Linked DNA regions of Mus musculus: regions 1, 2, 4, 5, 6 and 7 are each linked to region 3. Evidence: chromatin contacts called from public HiChIP or PLAC-seq and promoter capture Hi-C data. All regions are on one chromosome and are shown on one strand. The core of a region is the stretch at or near the end of the contact, and the rest is flanking DNA. Distances in the headings are between cores, read along the strand shown. Region 1 overlaps Inpp1 (inositol polyphosphate-1-phosphatase). Region 2 holds the start of 9330175M20Rik (RIKEN cDNA 9330175M20 gene). Region 3 holds the start of Stat1 (signal transducer and activator of transcription 1). Region 4 holds the start of Inpp1 (inositol polyphosphate-1-phosphatase). Region 5 holds the start of Hibch (3-hydroxyisobutyryl-Coenzyme A hydrolase). Region 6 has its middle 19 kb from the start of Nabp1. Region 7 holds the start of 1700019D03Rik (RIKEN cDNA 1700019D03 gene).

What was found. Promoter capture Hi-C pulls out the DNA fragments that hold promoters and counts their contacts. HiChIP or PLAC-seq counts read pairs in DNA pulled down with a chosen protein or histone mark.
Region 1: a contact with region 3 is called in a promoter capture Hi-C map of pre-B cells, with 4 times the contacts expected there. The contact joins the enhancer-like site here to the promoter of Stat1 in region 3. A contact is called at or near these places in 5 of 39 promoter capture datasets (the C10 cell line, the HPC-7 cell line, liver and 2 more), 1 of 15 datasets of contacts at CTCF or cohesin (large pre-B cells), 1 of 484 Hi-C or Micro-C datasets (CD4 T cells) and 4 of 115 datasets of contacts at active chromatin or transcription factors (effector CD8 T cells, memory CD8 T cells, pro-B cells and 1 more).
Region 2: a promoter capture Hi-C map of liver shows a contact between it and region 3, with 4 times the contacts expected there. The contact joins the promoter of 9330175M20Rik here to the promoter of Stat1 in region 3. A contact is called at or near these places in 2 of 39 promoter capture datasets (hippocampal neurons and liver).
Region 4: a contact with region 3 is called in a promoter capture Hi-C map of second pharyngeal arch cranial neural crest. The contact joins the promoter of Inpp1 here to the promoter of Stat1 in region 3. A contact is called at or near these places in 12 of 39 promoter capture datasets (the C10 cell line, the HPC-7 cell line, cranial neural crest and 7 more), 2 of 484 Hi-C or Micro-C datasets (B cells and CD4 T cells), 4 of 115 datasets of contacts at active chromatin or transcription factors (large pre-B cells, memory CD8 T cells, pro-B cells and 1 more) and 1 of 9 other capture datasets (liver).
Region 5: a promoter capture Hi-C map of pre-B cells shows a contact between it and region 3, with 2.7 times the contacts expected there. The contact joins the promoter of Hibch here to the promoter of Stat1 in region 3. A contact is called at or near these places in 7 of 39 promoter capture datasets (the 3T3-L1 cell line, the C10 cell line, the HPC-7 cell line and 3 more), 4 of 484 Hi-C or Micro-C datasets (the G1E-ER4 cell line, muscle stem cells and pre-B cells), 5 of 115 datasets of contacts at active chromatin or transcription factors (the NIH/3T3 cell line, memory CD8 T cells, pancreatic cancer cells and 2 more) and 1 of 9 other capture datasets (liver).
Region 6: a contact with region 3 is called in an H3K27ac HiChIP or PLAC-seq map of embryonic stem cells, with 2.6 times the contacts expected there. The contact joins the enhancer-like site here to the promoter of Stat1 in region 3. A contact is called at or near these places in 2 of 39 promoter capture datasets (neutrophils and pre-B cells), 3 of 484 Hi-C or Micro-C datasets (B cells, embryonic stem cells and olfactory sensory neurons), 6 of 115 datasets of contacts at active chromatin or transcription factors (bone marrow-derived dendritic cells, bone marrow-derived macrophages, embryonic stem cells and 3 more) and 1 of 9 other capture datasets (embryonic stem cells).
Region 7: a promoter capture Hi-C map of pre-B cells shows a contact between it and region 3, with 5 times the contacts expected there. The contact joins the promoter of 1700019D03Rik here to the promoter of Stat1 in region 3. A contact is called at or near these places in 3 of 39 promoter capture datasets (the C10 cell line, cranial neural crest and pre-B cells) and 3 of 115 datasets of contacts at active chromatin or transcription factors (embryonic stem cells, large pre-B cells and microglia).

The regions. Positions count from the first base shown.
Region 1 is chr1:52,798,156-52,800,884 of GRCm38.p6, forward strand. Inpp1 (inositol polyphosphate-1-phosphatase) reads right to left here. Exons shown (of 6, transcript NM_008384.2): 2 at 1,130-1,381. The coding sequence starts at 1,333. Among named protein-coding and RNA genes, the nearest start is that of Inpp1, 18 kb to the right of the region's middle. Within about 2 kb of position 1,421, at least 252 of the 459 cell types and tissues checked have an H3K27ac peak or open chromatin away from gene starts, as enhancers often do. A contact at or near this core is called in the HPC-7 cell line, effector CD8 T cells, liver and 5 more, where this site is marked.
Region 2 is chr1:51,332,312-51,335,175 of GRCm38.p6, forward strand. 9330175M20Rik (RIKEN cDNA 9330175M20 gene) reads right to left here and starts at 1,468. Exons shown (of 5, transcript NR_045151.2): 1 at 1,373-1,468.
Region 3 is chr1:52,118,040-52,120,842 of GRCm38.p6, forward strand. It overlaps Stat1 (signal transducer and activator of transcription 1), which reads left to right and starts at 1,399. Exons shown (of 25, transcript NM_009283.4): 1 at 1,399-1,584; 2 at 1,873-2,033.
Region 4 is chr1:52,816,355-52,819,282 of GRCm38.p6, forward strand. Inpp1 (inositol polyphosphate-1-phosphatase) reads right to left here and starts at 1,334. Exons shown (of 6, transcript NM_008384.2): 1 at 1,048-1,334.
Region 5 is chr1:52,843,725-52,846,424 of GRCm38.p6, forward strand. It overlaps Hibch (3-hydroxyisobutyryl-Coenzyme A hydrolase), which reads left to right and starts at 1,314. Exons shown (of 14, transcript NM_146108.2): 1 at 1,314-1,420. The coding sequence starts at 1,386.
Region 6 is chr1:51,457,956-51,460,655 of GRCm38.p6, forward strand. No RefSeq gene overlaps it. Among named protein-coding and RNA genes, the nearest start is that of Nabp1, 19 kb to the right of the region's middle. Within about 2 kb of position 1,251, at least 16 of the 459 cell types and tissues checked have an H3K27ac peak or open chromatin away from gene starts, as enhancers often do. A contact at or near this core is called in embryonic stem cells, where this site is marked.
Region 7 is chr1:52,951,436-52,954,181 of GRCm38.p6, forward strand. It overlaps 1700019D03Rik (RIKEN cDNA 1700019D03 gene), which reads right to left and starts at 1,405. Exons shown (of 2, transcript NM_144953.3): 1 at 1,180-1,405.

The DNA of each region.
Region 1 (2,729 bases), core at 171-2,670, 680 kb after region 3:
CTTGTTCTATTGTTTAGAGGCACATATCAACCCATAAAATGTTGACATATATCCAGTCCAGTTGCCCAACCCGCCTTTGTATCCAAGGGTCTCCACTGGTAACAACAGAAAACAAGCTTCCTTCATTTAGCTCACCAAAGCCAGGTAGTAAAGGGCATGAAAAAATATATAGTCTATGGAGATTTTGTATAATTCATGTATTCTCTTCTCACACTGGTGGTCAAGATTTTACTGAATTCTACAGTAGTCCTCAGGTTTAAAAAGTTCAATAAAGATATTGAAGTGTTTTATATTATTTTCTATCATAAAGTTCCATCCTCCCAAATTTAAAAAAAAAAAAAAGAAGGTGGGGCGAGTTATATAAAAGACGACAGAATGCCCAGTGACACAGACTTAGAAACCATTTCCTATGTTGAAGAACTCAAGCTGTCATGCTGGGCAGCGTCAATTCAGGCAACTTACTCCAGCTCTCTGTGACAGCTTCATCCCAGTAGAACAATGGCTCTAACCTTACAGAATTCTTATAGGGGTAACAAAGTCAAGTCCATGCAGCCTCAGTGAGCACTGCTTGCTGGTGTTACTGCTACGACTCAAGAAGCCTGGCTTTTTCTAGCCATTTCCACACATAGAATCACAATCAGTGTTTGTCATGACCATATTTTTATAGTAGAATAAAGGGAGAGTTCGCCTAATTCCAAGCCCATAACCAAAGCAAAACATTAGATAAATGGTTTAGCTGAGAAGCCAAACACTGCTCTGAAATAAGTGGGTCAGAGCGTGGACACACAGAAGGAAGCGTCAGTGGCCCTCGGGAGCATGTAGCTCAGTGTGCTCTGGTGCAGAGAGCATATATTATTTATTAACAAGAAACCCATCAATAAGTAAGAGGGTCAATACCATATACTCAGGTTAGGAATCTGAGCACTCTCATCCTGTTTGCTTTTCTATACTTCAATGATTTCCTGCAAAGACCATTTTAATACTGTAATAAAAATAAGGCAAGGCTGCAAGGTGTTTGTTTGGACCTAAGAGAACATAAGAGTCAGTAAAAGGCCTGCTGTTTATTCTGAGGGAACCAGAGGAAGCACGGAGGCAGGTGTCCTGCAGCCACCGTGGCCTGACCTCTTACCTTGTTTTCCATGTTCTGTTTTATAACTTCCTGCACCAGCACATCCGCCAGGGTCTTGAAATCTGCAGCAAACTTCTTGTTCTTCTCTGCACCTTTCTTCTCCTCAATGAGCAGCTGGAAGAGGGTCTCCTGCTGCCTGCACGCCCTGGCGATGTTAGCAGCCTTCTCGGAGACACAGAGCAGCTCCAGGAGGATGTCTGACATTTCTAAAGCCTGCTTCTTTCTCAGCCTCACCCACCCTCTGGCTCACAGCTGCAAGAACACAAGAATATGAAAGAGAAAGCAGTTCAGGGATGATGTCAGGGCGTCTCTCCCACTAACACATAGCTGGCAGCAACCTGTCAGGGAAGCTGACCTGCTAGTGAGTCACCGCACATTTTCAGCGTGCAAGACTGCAGTTACAATCTAAAGATTGAAACAAACGTATTTCTCAAAAGTCTTGTAAACCAATTACACTCTTAAAGAAACTGAATGTTCAGTGAAAGAAAAAGAAAAAGCCTTGAATTAGAATTTATGTTACAGGGCCATAGCAAGACAGAGTGTCACGACGTCCGAGGAAAGGCAGATTGCTACAAGGTCCTTAATCATGACACAGCTTTATCTCAATTACATTGACGTAATTCTCTTCTCTGTGAGAATGGTGAGGGATGACAATCATGCTGCCAGATCCATGTGCTAAGTGGATGAGCAGCAGGCATTGTGTCTTCCAGACTCTGAGGCCGGTCTTGGGCAAGCACTATAAAGCAGCTCACAGCCAACTCCACTCAAACATTCCAGGGACATATTCCATCTGCCACCAAGTAGCAGCCTACACACCAAAGCAAGGGGACTTACACCTTGTTGGACTTGAGAAGTTCTGTCTTCTAAGAACCATGTAGTATGCCTACATCATTATTTCTATTCTTTATTTCTTCTCTCTCTCTCTCTCTCCCTCTCTCTCTCTCTCTCTCTTTCTTTCTTTCTTTCTAGACCTGGCTGTCCTGGAACTCATTCTGTAGACCAGGGTAGCCTGGAACTCAAAAGATTCGTCTGCGTCTGCCTCCCAAATGCTAGGGCTAAAGGTGTGTGCACCACACCTGGCTCCTATCTACTGGTGCTGCCTCAAAATGCTTCTGTGGTCCTCTTCCTGTTCAAAGCCTGAGTCGTTCTGCTTCCTCTGTCGTGAGATTACCCTGCCCTGTGTGACATACAGTTTGGAAACGGAAGCTTAGAGGGTTGAGCAACTTCTAAAAAAGGTTACACAAGACTAAAACATGGGGCTCAGAACTGCCCCCACACACCCCACATCAGGTTTCTTTATTATCACAACAGTTTCCTCTATGAAAAGAAGCTTGAGGCTGGGAACCACTCAGCTGTGAAAACACTGATGTGGGGGTGTGGCAAACTGTTAGAGCCTGCTTGTCTTAAGTCTGTTCAAAAAACAATTTTTTTTTCTTCCTGAGGAAATATGTTCCTCAACAGAAATAAAGGAAAGATGACCAACACGGAGAGATGTCCCTTGTCACAACTGCAGTTGCTTTACTGCCAGTGGTCGTCTCTGGAAGGCAGTAGTAGACAGGTGCTAACTCCCTGACACTGGAAACACACAGGCTTCCAGGGA
Region 2 (2,864 bases), core at 218-2,717, 790 kb before region 3:
AAATCTTACAGTTTCTGCCTTTCTCTGTCCCACCTGTCCAGGACCACAGAGCAGTGTTACAGCAAACATTGTCTTTAAAGTCAGAGTACCACAAAGAGGGAGGGGCACAAACATCCTCCTTTTGTTTCCAATTTGGCCTTTAGTAGGAAAAGCCATCAACCTTTAAGCTTCGGGTCATATAGAAAGAGTACAAGCAATACATTCGTGTTGAATGAGTGCCATAAAAATTAAAATTGGGGCTGGAGAGATGGCCCAGTCAAGAAAGTATGTACCTGCCAAATAAGTATAAGGAGCTGAATTCAGATTCTCCAGCACCCATGTGAAACAGTAGGGTCCAGCAGCAGCATCCATTAGTAATCCCAGTACTGGGGAGGCAGATGCAGTCCTAGGGATTTCTGGCCAGCTAGTTTAGTCAAAAGAATGAGTCCTAGAGTCAGTGAGAGGCCTGTTTCAAAAAATAAGGTGAAGTAATTGAGAAAGACATCTGAAAAAAAAAAAGACATAAAGAGATCTATACACACACGCACACACACACATTAGGAAGAGACCTAACTCATATTGGGCATGCTGTAGGGTAGCCATTCTTATTTATTCTAATAAGGACCATCTAGTTCTAGAAGCTGGGGTTAAAGCATTCTTATTTAAAAGAAAATTCTCCAGTAATTCTAGGTTTACTTAGAGACACAGGGTTAAGAACAATTGCATAGGGACTGAACGTTTAGGAGGTGGGGTGGCAGGAGACGAGTGAGTCACAGATTGCTTAAAAAGCCAAAGTAGCCCTTATGCAGAGAACAGATGACTTTGGAGGGAGCTTGAACCCACACTTACTCTGTTCACCCAGCATTTCAGGAGCAGCCGGGTCTTTTCACAGCCTCTGGGCTTTGTCCCTGCCTCTGCACACCCACGGACAGTGTGCTGGCTGGCAACAGATTTACAACAGTGGGCTGCTGTCTGTCGGAAATCTTTGACTGGGGCAAGCTGGAATATGACCCCTTTCTCCTTCAAGTTTATCATCAATCAATGGTGCTCTGCCAACTCTATCAAGAGGATCCTAATCTCTTTTGCCCTTACGCTTCAAGAAAAGATTAGGCAGCAATCAAGAGCTTCTTGCCGGTAGGTTCACAAGGACTTTTCACACAAGGGCAAACACCCAGTAGGCTCCCAGAAAGCATCCCACTCAAGGGAGAGTAAATAGGTGATTGGATGCGGGTGCTTTTTGTCCCTGCGAAAGAAGACAACTTCCTGTGTATCATCAAAGATATTCGTGCCCTAGAATCTCTACTTTCTCCTGTGTTTGAATATAACGCTATAAGATAATGTTGGGATTCATGCAGCCCCGCTTTACTCCATTGATAGTAAGTCAGGACCATACCTAAACGAGTGGCTGAGCCTGGGTAAATGTCAAGGCAGTCACTTTTCAGACGGAGCTGTGGGCTTCGTGGCGTGCTTGTCCTTCTGTACCGTTCCTGATCACCTCCGGGAGTGGCCACCAAACGGAGCTCACAGTCACTGCCCCACATTTCATTGTTTCCCATGTGCCTTTAAGGAATCACTCTTGATCTCAGTCATAAAATTGGAAAGCCACACAACTGACAAGATGATCCCCCCAAGGCAGCTGAAATATGGGGTAGATTGAAACCGACAGTTAATTTGTAGCAGTAAAAAATAATGATATCATCATAAAACAAGTTTAAGATTAGACGAGGCTCAAACACTGTGCGCCCACAGGATATATAGATGGGTATTGTCGAGCTTAAATAACAAAGCAAAACAAAACTGAACCTCCCGGCTTCACTGGGCGAACCCTGTGTGCTCTTTTATGGTACACTACCGCCATCTGCTGGCTGGAACCAATAAAAGTCTAGCAGTCTCCTAAATCCTGGAATATTCCACTGTGCAGAGCCTGCTGTTAATTGCTATACACACGGAAACATATTTTTAACCTCCCAATATCAGTAAAATGATACAAATAAATCAGAGCTCCCTAGAATAACAAACAAATGAAAGAACCTAAGAGGCTAAAGACTGCCAAAGCGCCCCCCCCCCATCTGCCTGCCTCCAAGCTGCCCTTGCTTCAGGAGTACATCCCTAGCACATTGCCTTGTTAGCCCTGAGCTCCCTACACGCATTTTGCTTCCGCCTTCCTCCTCTCCAGATGCCTTCTCTCCCAGGCATCCTACAACCAGCACTTCAGTGATAGGCAAAGCAGCAGCTCTCAGCTAAAAACAGCCTCCTCCTGCAGATCTTAGGGAGGAAAACCACAGGCACTTGTCTTGTTCAGGGAAAGCAAAGCCCCAGTTGCATTAAGTGAGAAAAGGAACCGTAGGCTTTCAGAACCCTCTGAGCAGCGTTTTGCATGTTTTCCTCGGGGTTTACCTTACATTATGTCTGGATGCTCTAACGTGGCAACAAGTGTTCTTAAGAGGCAGAAAGGATAGAGGCTTTATAAGCAAATAAAATCTAGCCACTATAAAACCCTCCCCATTTTATAGTGTGTGCTCAATCTTACCACTTTAGACTTTCTGTTACTGTCACCACAGGCCTCGGGATACCAAACTCTCCGGGAATAAAGGAGCCCTTACTTAGCACATCTTCCTTCTTCAACATGACTTGTGGGTTGTTTTTGTTTGCTCGTTCGTTTGTTCATTTGTTTTTATTTTTTTAATTGCCTACAATTTCATTTTCTCCAAGTTAGCACGTAGTCATTGTGTAATAGAACATTTTATAAAAAGGCTTTCGAATTTTTACTTATTTAGAGAGCTTTTTATGTCACTCACACCACCATGCCCACCATTAGACAACAATGGCCTTTAAGCAAAATGTCTTGGTTTTGCTTTGTTCCTCTGGGAGAGAAGTGGTAAGGC
Region 3 (2,803 bases), core at 149-2,648:
ACATGAGTTAGTGACTCCTCAAAGAATTTGAGAATACAGATGTTGGCTTAGAGGACTTTTCAAAGAGAACACTGCTGGTGAGAAGATTGAGTTTGGGGAAAGAGTTTTGCTTATTCAAAGAATAAAAATGCTGTACTAAGCAATGAAAACAGAGTAGCACAAGCTGAGATTAAAGAAAGTGATAGGGGAACATGGCTTTAGAGAATATATTGAGAAATTTGAATTGTCTAAGACCAAGCAAGAAAAGCCATCATGAAATTTTTAGATTGGCATGACATGATCAGCATTGCAATTAGATTTAAAAAAAAATCACCCAAATGAGTGTATGGCAGATAAATTAAAAGGGAGTGAAAAGCCAAAGTCAAGCAGTCACCAGAAAAGCCACAGCAATGATCCAGGTAAGAGGACGGGGTGGTGGAAGAGGTAGAAACAGGAGCTAGACCAACCGAGGCTCGAGGACCAAGTGTCCGGGACTAAATGGGCAACGTCTATGGCTTGGCCCTCATCCGTTCCAGACTAAGACGGGGTATGAGGAGGAACCTGTGTTTTGAGTACAGTTGGTTTACAGACTCAGTAGATATCCAAGGACAGGGTAACTGTGACACTTGGAAGAAAGCAGTGGGTGTGTATACATCTAGGAGTGCTCCAGGACATGGAAGTTACAGGGACAGTCATCAAAGGCACAACGGGAGAAGGGTAGATAAGAGACTCACATTCTGGTTTAGTAGTTTAATAATGGAGATGGGGGACAGAGGGATGTCCTGCGAGAAAGGAAGAAGCAAAGAGGTCCTGTCATCATGATGGCTAAGCGGGACAAAAGTTTCGGTAATGGAGGTGTCAATTGTGTAAAGCTTTATTTTTCTTAAACATATTAGTTAGAATTATTTATTTTATTTCATGACATTTTTGTTTTGCTTGCGTGTATGTGTACTTCTTGCAGGCTTGGTTGACGTCAGTGGAGGTCCGAAGAGGGCACTAGACTCCTGGAACTGGAGTTGGGAACCATTACGCAGGCACTGCAAATCCAAGCCCTGTCCTCTGCAAGAGCAAGTTCTCTGTAGCTGCTGAGTTAAAGGCAAGTATTGAATGTTTTCAAATTGGTAAATTAAGCTCCCTGGCTTTAGTAGCGTGAAGGTTAATCTCTAGTCCCCAATTCTGAATCCCGCAGTGATGCGCCTACTTAATGCAGGATCTCCAAGACTGAGCTTGCGCAAGCCTATAGTTTCCAACCTTGTAAACACAACCCCCTGTCTGCGGTTTGCACCGCACAGCGGCGCCCCAAGTTTCGCACGCCGGGTAGGGAGCGCGCGGACCAGGAAGGCCAAGCAGCCGAGGGGGGGGGGACGGTGCGCTGATGGAACAGCCGGCCAATCTCTGCCGCTGATTGGCTGAGGCGGAAGGAGGCGGGACGCCCTCTAGCCTTTTTTCCTGCCCGGTACTTTCGGTTTTCAGCGCCGAGTCTGTCAAAGCTCCCTGGAGACCTCCGGGACCGCGCCCCTCAGACCCACTTGGGACACTGCTGAGCGGCGCAGAGAGATTTGCCCAGACTCGAGCTCCTGCGTGCAGTGAGTGAGTGAGAGCCAGGTGCGGATCCGGGTGCGGGTGCGGGTGGAAGTGGGGCGCCCTCTCCTCGGACCTGGGGTCTGCTGCCCACAGGTGACCTGTCATCCCGCAGAGAGAACGCCAGGAGCCGGATCGCTTGCCCAACTCTTGGCGCTGCTTGGCTCTCTTATCCTGCCGTTCTCACTTCTAGGGTAAAATGACTTGTGCAATAGACATTTCTCCCGGAAGACACTGCACCTTCCCGCTTAACCTTTGCTCGCCTTGCCTCCAGCCCCTTTCCACCACTGTAACATTTTCTTCTTTTTGCAGTCGTTTCAGCTCTGCTCCATACCCTGAGCCGGCGCCACGCCGCCGCGCATGCAACTGGCATATAACTTGCTGTGTGTGGTGATTGCTTGTGTTGAATCCCGAACCTGCACCCGGAGACAGCCCAGTAAGTCTACGTGGGAACGGAAGCATTTGGAATCTCAGTATGTATCAGCCCTTACCGGTTTTCTGAAACTTAAAGGTGGTATTTAGGTTCCGCAGAACCACTAATGGTATAATCACTATCTAAAATACTCCCGAACACTACCTAAAAGTTTAGGGATAGGTGAATGGATGGGTGAAGATTGCTTTTATCTGGCAGGAATGACTTGAGCCCTGATTGATCAATGAGGACTCAGACTTGTAGGTTCATCATGGGGTTTGCCTTTTGCTTTCCTACGCCTTCTGATACATACAAGGTTTCAGCGGAACAAACGGTTCTGTGCTCAGTAACACTTAGGCTATATGCCCGGCGCTGTAGGGTCCAGAGGACGCTGATAGCAAAATATATCCCCTCAGAGGCTCTGATGCGTGCAGACAGCAAGCTTCCTGTGGAAAGTTCATGCGCTAAAAACCGTGCAAATGGCAGCCTGGTACAGGCCAAAGAAAGTTATGTGTGGGAGGGATAGACAGTTTTAGGAAGAAGTACCATCTATACGGAATTCTGCTAGATTGTTGGAAACAATGTGGTCTGTGCAGAACGGGCTAGACCGGGAGGATAGAATGTTTGTTGGAGGCATGAAAACAGGAAAGAGCCAACTCCAGACTCTGAGCCAGGTGTTTAAGGACTGTCTTGCCAGTCTCAGGTTTACAGACATGCCACAGTGGTGGGCTGGAGTCCTTTCCAATGGTATTTGAAATGGCGGCTTGCTTTGTAGTGTAGACATTTCCTTATTATCCTTTGAAGGGGCATTTGTGCAGCAGACATGACTTC
Region 4 (2,928 bases), core at 84-2,583, 700 kb after region 3:
TAAGAATTAACTGCAAAAGTATTATAAAAGTCCTTTAAATGTAAGTTCTTAAGAAAACAGCAAACAGGCACGTGCAGGGGTTAAAATCGGCTTTCCCGTTGCCTGTATTTTCCCTTTCATTCTGTACTTTCAGATGCCTGACTGAGGTCATCTTGCTAGTCCATCAGCCAAAAGTAGTCCCTGGGGTTGTTTTCTTCCTTAGATTGTTACCAGGTGGGTGGACCTAAGTCTTACCATCTGATTAAAACTGGGAATTAAGGGCAAGGAGCCAAAAAAGCAAAGCAAAACAAAACAAAACAGAAAGATTCATTCTGCATGGGATACATATATATTAAGAGTCCTGTCCGCACGGCCTCAAGCCGCAGTCCTTTTGACGCGAACACCCTCACACAGTGGGCAAACTTCCACGTGTTCCGGTCCTAGTTTTAAGGACAGAAATCTCCAAAGTACACACCGCGCTTGTTAACGTGTATTCCCTAGATTTTTCTTTCACACCTCATGTCTGACAGTCCATATGATTTTTACCAAAGCCAGGTTAGATAATTTAGATGACACCCTTCTATGCTGTCCACACCCACTGCCTAGACATGTCTCACAAAACCATACTTCAAAATGTAGAAAAAATATACCCCCGGACTGTTTAGTCTACACCCATCCAATGGGTCTCTAGAGACAGTCAACGTGGATCCACGTTAGAAGCATCTCTCAGGCAAACTGCTCCCCTACTTCTTGACAGCTACGCCACCTACCCGTGGAACCTGGGCCTCTGCTTCTGACCATTCTCAGATCACCTCATTCAACCTAGAGGCTAGTGGTAGGAATGGAAAGAACCGAGCAGAAGAAGCTACTCTGCGGGCGATTGGATTTCTTTCGGTGGCTTCTGCAGAGCTAAGGGGGCGGCGTGATCCGCGAGCTTAGCCTCTCGGTTCGGGGTTCGGGCTCTGTGTGGGTGGGCACGGGCAGGCCGGAGAGGCCTCGATGCAGCGACCCGGTACCTCGCAGGCCCAGGCGCCGAGGCCAGTAGCCTTCGGCCGGAGACCGACTCACCTGCCCTCTGCAGAGGCGATGGAGCGCGCGAGGCTCGCGGGGACCCAAATGCGCGGAGGTGGAGACGCTGGACACCGGGGAGGGGTGGCGAAAGCAGGAAAGCGGATTACCTAAGCGAGGATGCAGAGCCCCAAGGAGGATACAGCCTTTCCCAGAGAAACGGAAGAGGCGGAGGAGGGGCGAGAGAGGAGGAAGGGAGTGCCAACGCCTGGAGGTGGTCGCGCTGGGACCTGGCGCAATCCTCCTGTGGCGGGCACAGCCGGAGGGCAAGCCGCCAGGAAAACACCGGAGGTCACCGCAGCGAAGGCGGGGAGGCGCCCTGCCTCTCTTGGCTCCAGCAGTGCAGCCCAGTTTCTGCCAGGTCCCGGCCCCGCCTCTTTCCCCCGGGGCGGGTGGCCTCTTGCTTCTGGGGCGGGCGAGGGCATCCCACGCCAGCCAGCCTGAGTCTGGCCTCCGCGACGTCACAAGTGAAGCTTTGTCAATTTGCTTGAGAGGGCCAGAAAGGTCAGGGTTGCCTCAACCACAGTTCTTGGTGTGCATTGTTTCTTCAGAAGCACCCAAAAAGTCTTTGAGAATATTCCTCCTCCATTCATTTGAACCCTTGGTGTTATGGGTTTGACAGATGGTTTGAAGCTGTGAAGTTGGACTTCCTGCTAGAATGAGTCCCCCTGTTCTAATAGAAGCGTCTAGGTTCCTACATGTTTGTTTAGTCAAAGCAGTGTCTTCTGGACCTTATTAGTTGTGGGTCAAGGCCCAGCCAGGCAAGAAGCACATGTTGGGTGGGAAACTCATCTCTTGCTGCAACCCTTTTAAACTAATGCTCAGTGTGACTTAAAGATATAGTTGGGAGTGGTAGGTGGAAATAGAAATGGGTGGTGATGGACAAAGGGCAGCAAGGGTAAGAATTTTAAAAAGGGCAACATTCAACTTTGGGATAGAAGGGGCTCAGAGTCTCTGTGAGTGCTCTGGGCCCTTCTGTCCTGGTAAGATTTATCCGGCTTCCCTGTGATTTATTCTGTGGCTGGAACTGGGAAGCACTTCAACAATTCTAGCCTGCAGGCTTTCTCATCAACCTCTCCCCAAGCTCCCATTTATTTATGCGCAGTACTGCGATGGCACCTCACCCACTTCCATTCCCCATCCGCCTTCCATTCACTCACAGGTTCAGTGGATTCAGCCTTCTTTCTCACTTTTACTTTGTTTTGTTTTGTTTTTGGTAAGAGTCTCACTTTATAACCCTTGCTGGCCTCAAATTCGCTATCCTCCTGCTTCTGCCTTCTGGGTGCTGGGAGTACAGATGGGTGCTACCATGCCTAGATCCTCATATTGTCCTTTAGTTCCATTCTCTTAAGTCCATTCTTGGTGTTACAGCTGATATTAATTATGAAATCATATCCATGACAGCAAAATCAAGGAATAATATAAATGTGACATTTACCATAAGGAAATGGGAGTAGATTTGTATCTAGGAGCAGAACTGGGGAGGGGCTAGAGTAGGAGCTATGACTCTAGCCCATTTCTCTGCAGGTGCAGAGACCACCCTACAATACGTATCTCACTGGATCACTTGCTTGCTCTGATCTCTATTAACACTTGGAGCAAACTGCTGGTGATCAAGGCACATTTCCTCCTCCTCACTGTCAACTTTGCCACTCACACTTAGTGACCCTTTTACCAAACCGGATCTAGATGTCAATCCACAAACTTTTAGAATTCCATGTTTATGGCTGCCATTGCTATTGCAGCAGTCTCTTGCAGCTCTAACACACAGCTATAAGAGCTGGATAACTGGTAAGTCTTACCTCATAACTGATGAGATGGCACAGCAGGTAAAAGTGCATGCCACCAAGCCTGATGAACTCACTTGGATTTCTGGTACCC
Region 5 (2,700 bases), core at 64-2,563, 730 kb after region 3:
GGTAGTAAAAAAATTATATTTAAAGGTTTTTGAAATTTCTTATTAGATATTTTCTTTATTTACATTTCAAATGTTATCCCCTCTCTTCCTTTCCTTCTCCTATGGAAACCTCCTATCCCCTCCCCCTTCCCCCTGCTTCTGTGACAATGCTCCCCCAACCAACCAACCCCCCTCTCTGGCTTCCCCATCCTGGCATTCCCCTACACTGGGGCATCCAGCCTTCACAGGACCAAGGGCCTCTCCTCCCATTGATGCCTGACAAGGCCATCATCTGCTACATATGCACCTGGAGCCATGGGTCCCTCCATGTGTACTCTTTGGTTGGTGGTTTAGTCCCTGGGAGCTCTGGGGGTTCTGGTTGGTTGATATTGTTGTTTGTCCTATGGAGTTGCAAACCAATTCAGCTCCTTCATTCCTTTCTTTAACTCCTCCATTGGAGACCCTGTGCTCAGTCCAATAGTTGACTGTGAGCATCCACCTCTTTGTCAGGCTCTGACAGAGCCTCTCTGGAGATAGCTGTATCAGGCGCCTGTCAGCAAGCACTTGTTGGCACCTACAATAAAAAGTCTCTGGGTTTGGTGACTATATATGGAATGGATCCCCAGGTGGGGCATTCTCTGGATGGCCTTGCCTTCAGTCTCTGCTCCACACTTGCCTCTGTATTTCCTCCTGTGGGTATTTTATTTCCTCTTCTAAGAAGGACCAAAGCACCCACACTTTGGTCTTCCTTCTTCTTGAGCTTCTTGTGGTCGGTGAATTGTATCTTGCCGAGCCTTTGGGCTCATATCCATACTGTGTGTTCTTTTGTGATTGGGTCACCTTACTCAGGATTGATACTTTCTAGTTCCATCCATTTGCCTAAGAATTTCATGAAGTCATTGTTTTTAATGGCGGAGTAGTACTCCATTGTGTAAATGTACTACATTTTCTATCTCCATTCCTCTGTTGAAGGACATCTGGCTTCTTTCCAGCTTCTGGCTATTATAAATAAGTTTTTCTACTTTTCTCTTTGCTTTGGTTACTCACCTCTCAGCTTTCGTCTTGGCTCCTCCTCTTCCTCCTCCCCTCACTAGTTAACGCCCCTAGCCAGGACCCGCCCCACCTTTACCCGGCCTGGCCCTGTCTAGTGTGGCCCTGCCCACTGCTCTTGCTGGTTTCCTAACTGCTCCTGTTTTGCCCCGCCCCGCCCCGCCCGGCCGGGCCCGTGAGCGTAGCGCAGCGGAAGTGTAGGCGTTGGGCCGCTCTGGCCCACCGGAGGACTTGTCATCAGTGACCCCGGCTCTCCTCTGCTCTCATCGGCTGTGGGCGGGGCTGTGGGCGGGTCTAACTACCAGAGCCGGTGGAACCACTACACTCTGCTTCTTCTGCTCTTGGGTTTTTAGGCCATGGGGCAGCCATATGCGTGGCGGCTCCTGTCGAGGTGAGTTGGTGAGCAAGGCAGAGCTAAGGGCCGGCTTGGGGGAAAAGGCTCACAAGTGTCCCCGCAGGTCTCGCAGATCTAGTCGCCTTTGTATGGCAGCCTCTGCTTTGCTGCCCCGCGGCGACCTCAGCGGCGATCGCAACGACATGCGTCCTCTGACTTTGCTCTTTTTCTTGCAACAGCACCTTCATTTTCCGTCCTCTAGCATCTGTTAGGCCTTGACGTCCCACAACTTTCTCCCCCCTCCGTTTGTCTCCTATTTATTTTCTTTCTTGGAACTGGGCGCTGTGTGGGGACGTGCCACCTGATTTACTGTGTAGGGTATTTTCTTAAGTCACACAGAAATGACAGGTTGTGTACCTGGGCTCCGGGTAAGGAACTTGATTATTTCAGCTAGCAGTAGTAGCAGCGCAGGCAATTGGAACTCACAGAATAATGTTGTGACCATTTAGCGTGGCTTGACCGGAGCAGTGCAGATATTAACTTTCTAAGAGTGTCTCTCACTGCAATCGGACCTTGGCAGAAGGAAATGTGGTAGCACCCATTTTAGGAGCTTTGGCTAGTGTAATTCCTTTTCCCCAGTACCATACGCAAAAACTTCAATTTCCCCCCTGTGGAACTCTTCACTGAAGTACTTTTGGGCGATGAAATGTGTGCTGTTAGACATCTGTGCAGTCTAGGAGCATCTCAGACGTGGAACGCACCCTTGTTCCGTCTGCACGTTTCTTATGCCTTACAGTCTGTTGTGGAAGGTTCCTGCAAAGGCATAGAATGTTTCTTAGTTCTAAATGAGTAGTTACCAGTGGAGTTAGGGAGATGGTTCCGCGGTTTTAAGAGCCTATACTGCTCTTAAAGGACTGGCTAAGAGGACAAAGTTCTGCTTCCCGTGTGGCTCATAACTACCTTTAACTCCGTCTCCAAGGAATCTGATAGTTTCTTCTGGATCCATTGGACACTTGTACTTACATGGGCATACATATATACATAGTTAAAAACACATCTTAAGCCGCGCATGGTGGCGCACGCCTTGAATCCCAGTACTTGGGAGATAGAGGCAGGGATTTCTAAGTTCAAGGCCAGCCTGGTCTATAGAGTGAGTTCCAGGATAGCCAAGGCTACACAGAGAAGTCCTGTCTCAAAAAACAGAACAAAACAAAACATCTTAAAAAGAATAGTGCCTTTTTAGCAGAAAGCACCAACGATACTCAGGTATTTTTGTTACATGTAGAAGTTGCCTTGCTTCTCTTTTTTCTTTTGTGGTGAATAATAGCATCTGCTCA
Region 6 (2,700 bases), core at 1-2,500, 660 kb before region 3:
CAATATTTGCATTGTATGGGGTTCTCTAAAGGAAACGAACCAATAGAATACATACACGTTATGAACAAAGATTCACTACATTGGCTCACAAGATATATACCAGGTAATCAAAAAATGTCCATCTTTAGAGCGGAGAGGCTGAGAAGCAGATATCACCTCAGTCCACACATCTGTTTTCTTTCGATATCCCAATCTGGTCTGCAGAAGATTCCTGGAGTCTTGTTGGAATCTGAAGAAGCTGGAGTCTGGTGTCAGTGAAGGATGACAACAGCAGCAGTGACGCACACTGGGTTATTCACCCCTCTCTTAGCTTGTAGACTCAGGAGCATCGGGAGTGTAAAGTTGTCAGCTTCCTGGCACCTCAGCTCCCTGCCAGCAGAGCGTAGGCTCGTTGTCAGAAAATACATTAGCATAGCTAGTAACTGCAAACACGTAACTAGTACTTAGAATAGTCTAGGTATACCTAAACCCACTAAGGAAACTATGTTGTCAGTCCCTTTCAATGTAAGGATTAAGCTTGTGTGGCCTCCTGATGTCAGCCTAAGGCTTTCCAAGAAAGACTTTTCTTTCTGTCCCACAATCAGCCAGGATGCTATCTCCACCTTCCCAGCAGTGGATCCATGTGAGGTTGTTCTAGTTCTCCCCACATTCTAAGCAACCCTAGATTGTTAGATAAAGCTTCGGTGTCCTCCAGAAACATGCCAATTCACATTTTAAGGTGTTATACTTAAAATGAAGAGGAAGGGGAGAATATATTTGAGCCCTTTCTACAGTCCCTCTTTAGTATTTATCATTGCTTGTGTGAATGCTTCTTTCTCTACCTTCATGATTGGTTTGAACCACAGACGTCTTGTTGTTGCATATATAAGTATTTCAATAGAGATGCTAGTTGTTGGTATTAGGACCTCCGAAACCCCTGACATCACATAGGCGAGACTCGAACACCTGTTACCAAGGCAACAACCACCATATTCCCAGAATCCACTTGGCTCACCTCCCACCTTTACGTCATCACCCATATATGAAGAAAGCCCCCCCCCCCCATCTACCCTCCCCCTCTTCCCGCAGCCACCTTGCCCTCTCTCGCCCAATAAACCTCCCGTGGAACTATTTGGTCTGGTGTGGTCCTTCTGAAGCCAAGTCGAAGTCAAGACCGCAACACTAGTTACAAGTTTACTTCTTTTATTACTTTTTCCCCAGGTGGTAAGATGTAAAGCTTCACCAGTAGAGGGCAGCAGAGAGACTGTTGGAGGGAGGGACACTAGTTCTTTGACTGGAAAGGAACTCAGGAGACACAAGATAGTGCTCACCTCCTGGGGAGTGTTGCCAACACTCCAAAGGTTGGTCCCTCAGGTCTAGCTCAGCCAGTTTCCCAGTGTGTTTTACACAGACCCAGTTGGTGCCTTCCAGGCTGCCAGAACCCACCTGCTGAGCCCCAAGCCTGAACCACCTCAATGAACTTCTCTGCCCATCAGCAGACCACAGCACACTCCCCCAGGAGATCTGGACTCAACTCCGGGACTAAGAAAGGGCAGCTGTTGGCTGGGGAGGTGGCGCAGAGGTTAGGAGCGCTTGCTGCCCTTCCAGAGCACACACACTCTGTTCCCAGCACCGGCTGCCCGTGATTCCAGCTCCAAGAATCTGCATGCTGCATTCACACACACGTGACTAGAAATACCCATACACATGAGTCAAAATAAAATTTCTGTGTTTGGAAAGAGTGAGGACCTTCAAAAGATAGAGGACTCCTCTGGACTAATTCCTTCCTCAGCTGTTCCACTTCCATCTTAGAGGAAGACCCACCCTTCTACCTCCTACTCTGCTAGTCTCTGCTTGCCCGGTGTTCATTAATGCCTTATTGCTAACTAGTAAAGCTTGACTTTGAATTTCCCTGTTAAAAGCACGGTGATAGCCATCACTACTAGCACCTTACCAATACAGACAGGAGGCCCAAAGGTTCTCTTACTTTCTCATCTTTCTTAGCACATCAGTGAATCTCAGACCTCCATCCCCCACCCCAGTGGCTGCTGCAGAGATTGAAATATACTTACAAACAACCCAAACTTCAAAATGACACTGTGATCTTTCAGTACCTTCATTTTAATACCCCCACCATGCATAGTTATACTGCTTAAAAGGGAACTGCTATTTGGGGTATGTGTTCTCCCCACTTTTCCCAGAGTTTTTCAGTTCTCAATGTTTCTATGGAGATATCCTCAGGCATAGACTTTTTATTCAGTAACAACAAGTCTACTAAAAGGTCTACCTAGTCAAGGGATGGAGGTAAATATTATCAAAACACATTGTAAGAAATTCTCTAAGAATTAATAAAAGGGACTGGGAGATCCCAGTGAATGAGCTCCTTGTTTTTTATCTAAGATTTCTTTAGGCTGAACCTCCAGCTTTCCATCGATTCCTGAGCAGGCTTTCTCCAGCTGGGCATTAATTCCCATTGAGTTGTCTGTTCCTGAGTTTCCACTCTGGTATGATTTTCTGTGCCTCTCACACCAACTTCAGGGACATTGACTTGCCTTCTGACCTTACTGCTCCTACTGTTTTAGGAAGAATTGCCTTTTCAGTTTATTCGACTTTGTATTCATTGTTCTGATGCAGTGGCAACTCGTACACTTCTCAACGCTATGTAAATAGTTATTATATTTTATTGTCTAGGGAATAATACAAGAAAAAGTCTGTCCATGA
Region 7 (2,746 bases), core at 155-2,654, 830 kb after region 3:
CACACATCTTTCCTTTCTCTACTGTCTTCTCTGCTTTCTTTCTTTTTCTTTTCTTTACTTTTTTTTAGGGAGTGAGCTCCAAATTTAAAGTTTTAGACTTTCTTTTCAAAGAGAAGTAGACATCCTGAATGTAATCTTGGAAGTTGAAAGGTTGTTGGCTGGGGCAGGACTGAGGAGACACAAGCAGAAGTCAGCTCAGTGTAAACACGGCTTTTCTGACAGGAGCAGGATATAACTCCAAACACTGAGTTCCTCACACTGAAGTGGCCAATCAGAACCTGGCTTCTGGCAGCAGTGCTGTGTGGACAGCATACTGAAATTGCCTGAGGGCAGACCACAGTTTAAAGTACCCTTATTATCTCATAATGTACCTACAGTTATTTTTCTTACACAGCAAAAAGAAAAAAAGAAAGAAAAGAGTAAATATGAAGTTACTATTTTTCCCAGAACCTTTCTGCTATACTTAATACCATTTCCCATCCATACATACAAGATAGCTGTGTCAGGAAATAAAACCCCTTTCAAAGGAAAAACGGATTTTCTTGACTCGTGCTTAGCTATATTATCCCCCTGAAATTTTGCCAAAAATCTCCATCTCATATATACGGGCAGTGACGGATCTTTAAAAAGAGGTGGACAGTTTACCCACTAGTTTATGTTGTTTTGTTACCTTCAGTAAAAGATGGGGGAGGGGTCAAAACAGCAATAGAAGAGAAACGACTGGACTGCGTCTGGAGCTTTCTCTGGTAGCTGGGCTCCCACTGTCTATTCTTTCATTTCTCTTTCATTTGCATCATTTCCCCTCAGGATTCAGCCTCCCACAGCTTCCAAGAGTACAGACACTCTGCTAATCATGTGCCACTCAGCACAAGCCTGACAGCTTGACTTGTGCATGTAGTGTCCTTACCGGAAAACCTCCATTCATTCTTCAGGTGGGGAGGAGGATGAACCTGCATCTTGCAATGAGCAATGAAATACTTTAGTTTGTGGGCTCGGAACAAGATCAGAAGATGGAGCTAAAGGCTCAATTAAGGAACCTAGGATGTGAGGTTGTGTCCAGGACAGCTGGCTGTGAAATGTTAGATAAAATTAACTACTGCAACTCCGGCTTTCCTGGGTTGGAAAGTCAAAAGGTCACAGCATCGGAGCAGGACACCCACCTTCCAGATGTTCACTTACCCTACACTGCAGCGGGCCAGCTGCACCGCCATCGCAAGTCTGCGCGGCCTCGGCCGAGGAGGCGCGGGCGCTTGGCTGTTCTCATGCCCCTGGCCGCAGCCCGGGCTCCCAGGGTGGGTGCTGCCCCCCAGGGCGGGGCCTCAGGAAGGGAGCCGAAGCCTGAAAAGGTGCGGCATGGCCGGGCAGCAGAGACAACGTCTCCCCTGGAGTAGGGCGGACGTCCTTCGGCAGTGGTCCCGGCTCCTCCCCCTGCACCCCTCCTAATCCACCCCCCTCCTCCCAGAACTGCTCACGAGTTCGCGGCTCGCTCCCTGAAAGTGGAGCCAAGGGACCCGCGGCTACGGAGCACAACCCTCAGTGTTGGCACCGCCAGGGGCTACCCCTGCCCAACAGCATTGGGTTCCAAGCACAACCAAAGGGATCCGAAGTGCTGGGCCACAGCTCGCACTCCCACCCGGCAACCTATTCACACACGGCTCCACCTCCCCAGCAAGATCCAGACCACCAAGTATGAAAGCTAAGTGAGCTTGTATCTCCCTCTCCTGCCCCACATCCCCAGAGCCACCTGGACTGAGACATCACCTGATCTCTGTCCACGTGGGAGCAGGCGCGGCTCGTCCGGTGCTGCAGCGTGGCGCCAGCCCCGCAGGTGATCTCCTGTCACCTGCCCCGGGGCCCTCCCCTGAAGGCTGCGCTGCTCCAGTGCCAGTTTAGCAGTCAAACCTGTTTTGATCCCAACGCCACGCCTCGCAGCTCTACCCTAAGACACCACCAGACCTAAGTACTTTGCCCCAGTGCACTCGGAAGTGCACCAAGCACTTCTAAATTTAAAAATGCGTCCAGTATTGCACTTTTCTATCCCCGAGTACCCAAATATCGAAACGCTTGTTTCTCAAAACAAAACATCAAGAAAGATCATATTCTTACCCTTTAAGGAAACAAGCGCCTCAAAACATAGCCATTATTCAGTTAGACCTCATTCCATGAGATGCCTGCATCTGTCTGTGTGATTCCCATCGTCAGTAACCGCCCCAAGAGAATGACAAAAGAACCATTATTCCATCCTGTCCTACAATGGATTGTCAATGCAAAATTCATGCCCCAAGGGACCTCAGCAGAACTCTCTCAGTTCCTTGCTTTACAGATGCAGATGCTTAGGCTGAGCCCAGCCTTAGGATTGGGGGGAGGGGGGGGCGGGGATGCAGAGATGAGTGGATTCCTGAGAACCCACAGCCAAAGGGGCAACCTTCAGGTTTCATGAAGGACCCTGACTCAAGTAAATTAGGTCCAGAGCAGTTGAAGATGCTACCCAAGGGCACACACACACACACACACACACACACACACACTTCAGCACTTTCCTCTCTCCCCACTCCTAAAGAAAAGCCTGAAGCCTATAGGCTAACATAAACAGGGCCTTTTGGAGGTCCATTTCAGTAAAAAATTAACTCAGAGAGCAAAGGATCTAAGAAGTCCCTCCAGACCTAGCTCAGCTTTAAGTGAATCCAGCATTTTAGTTTAGTTCTGTGCAAATCAGCTAAGGTAACTTTGACCTGAAAATATTGTG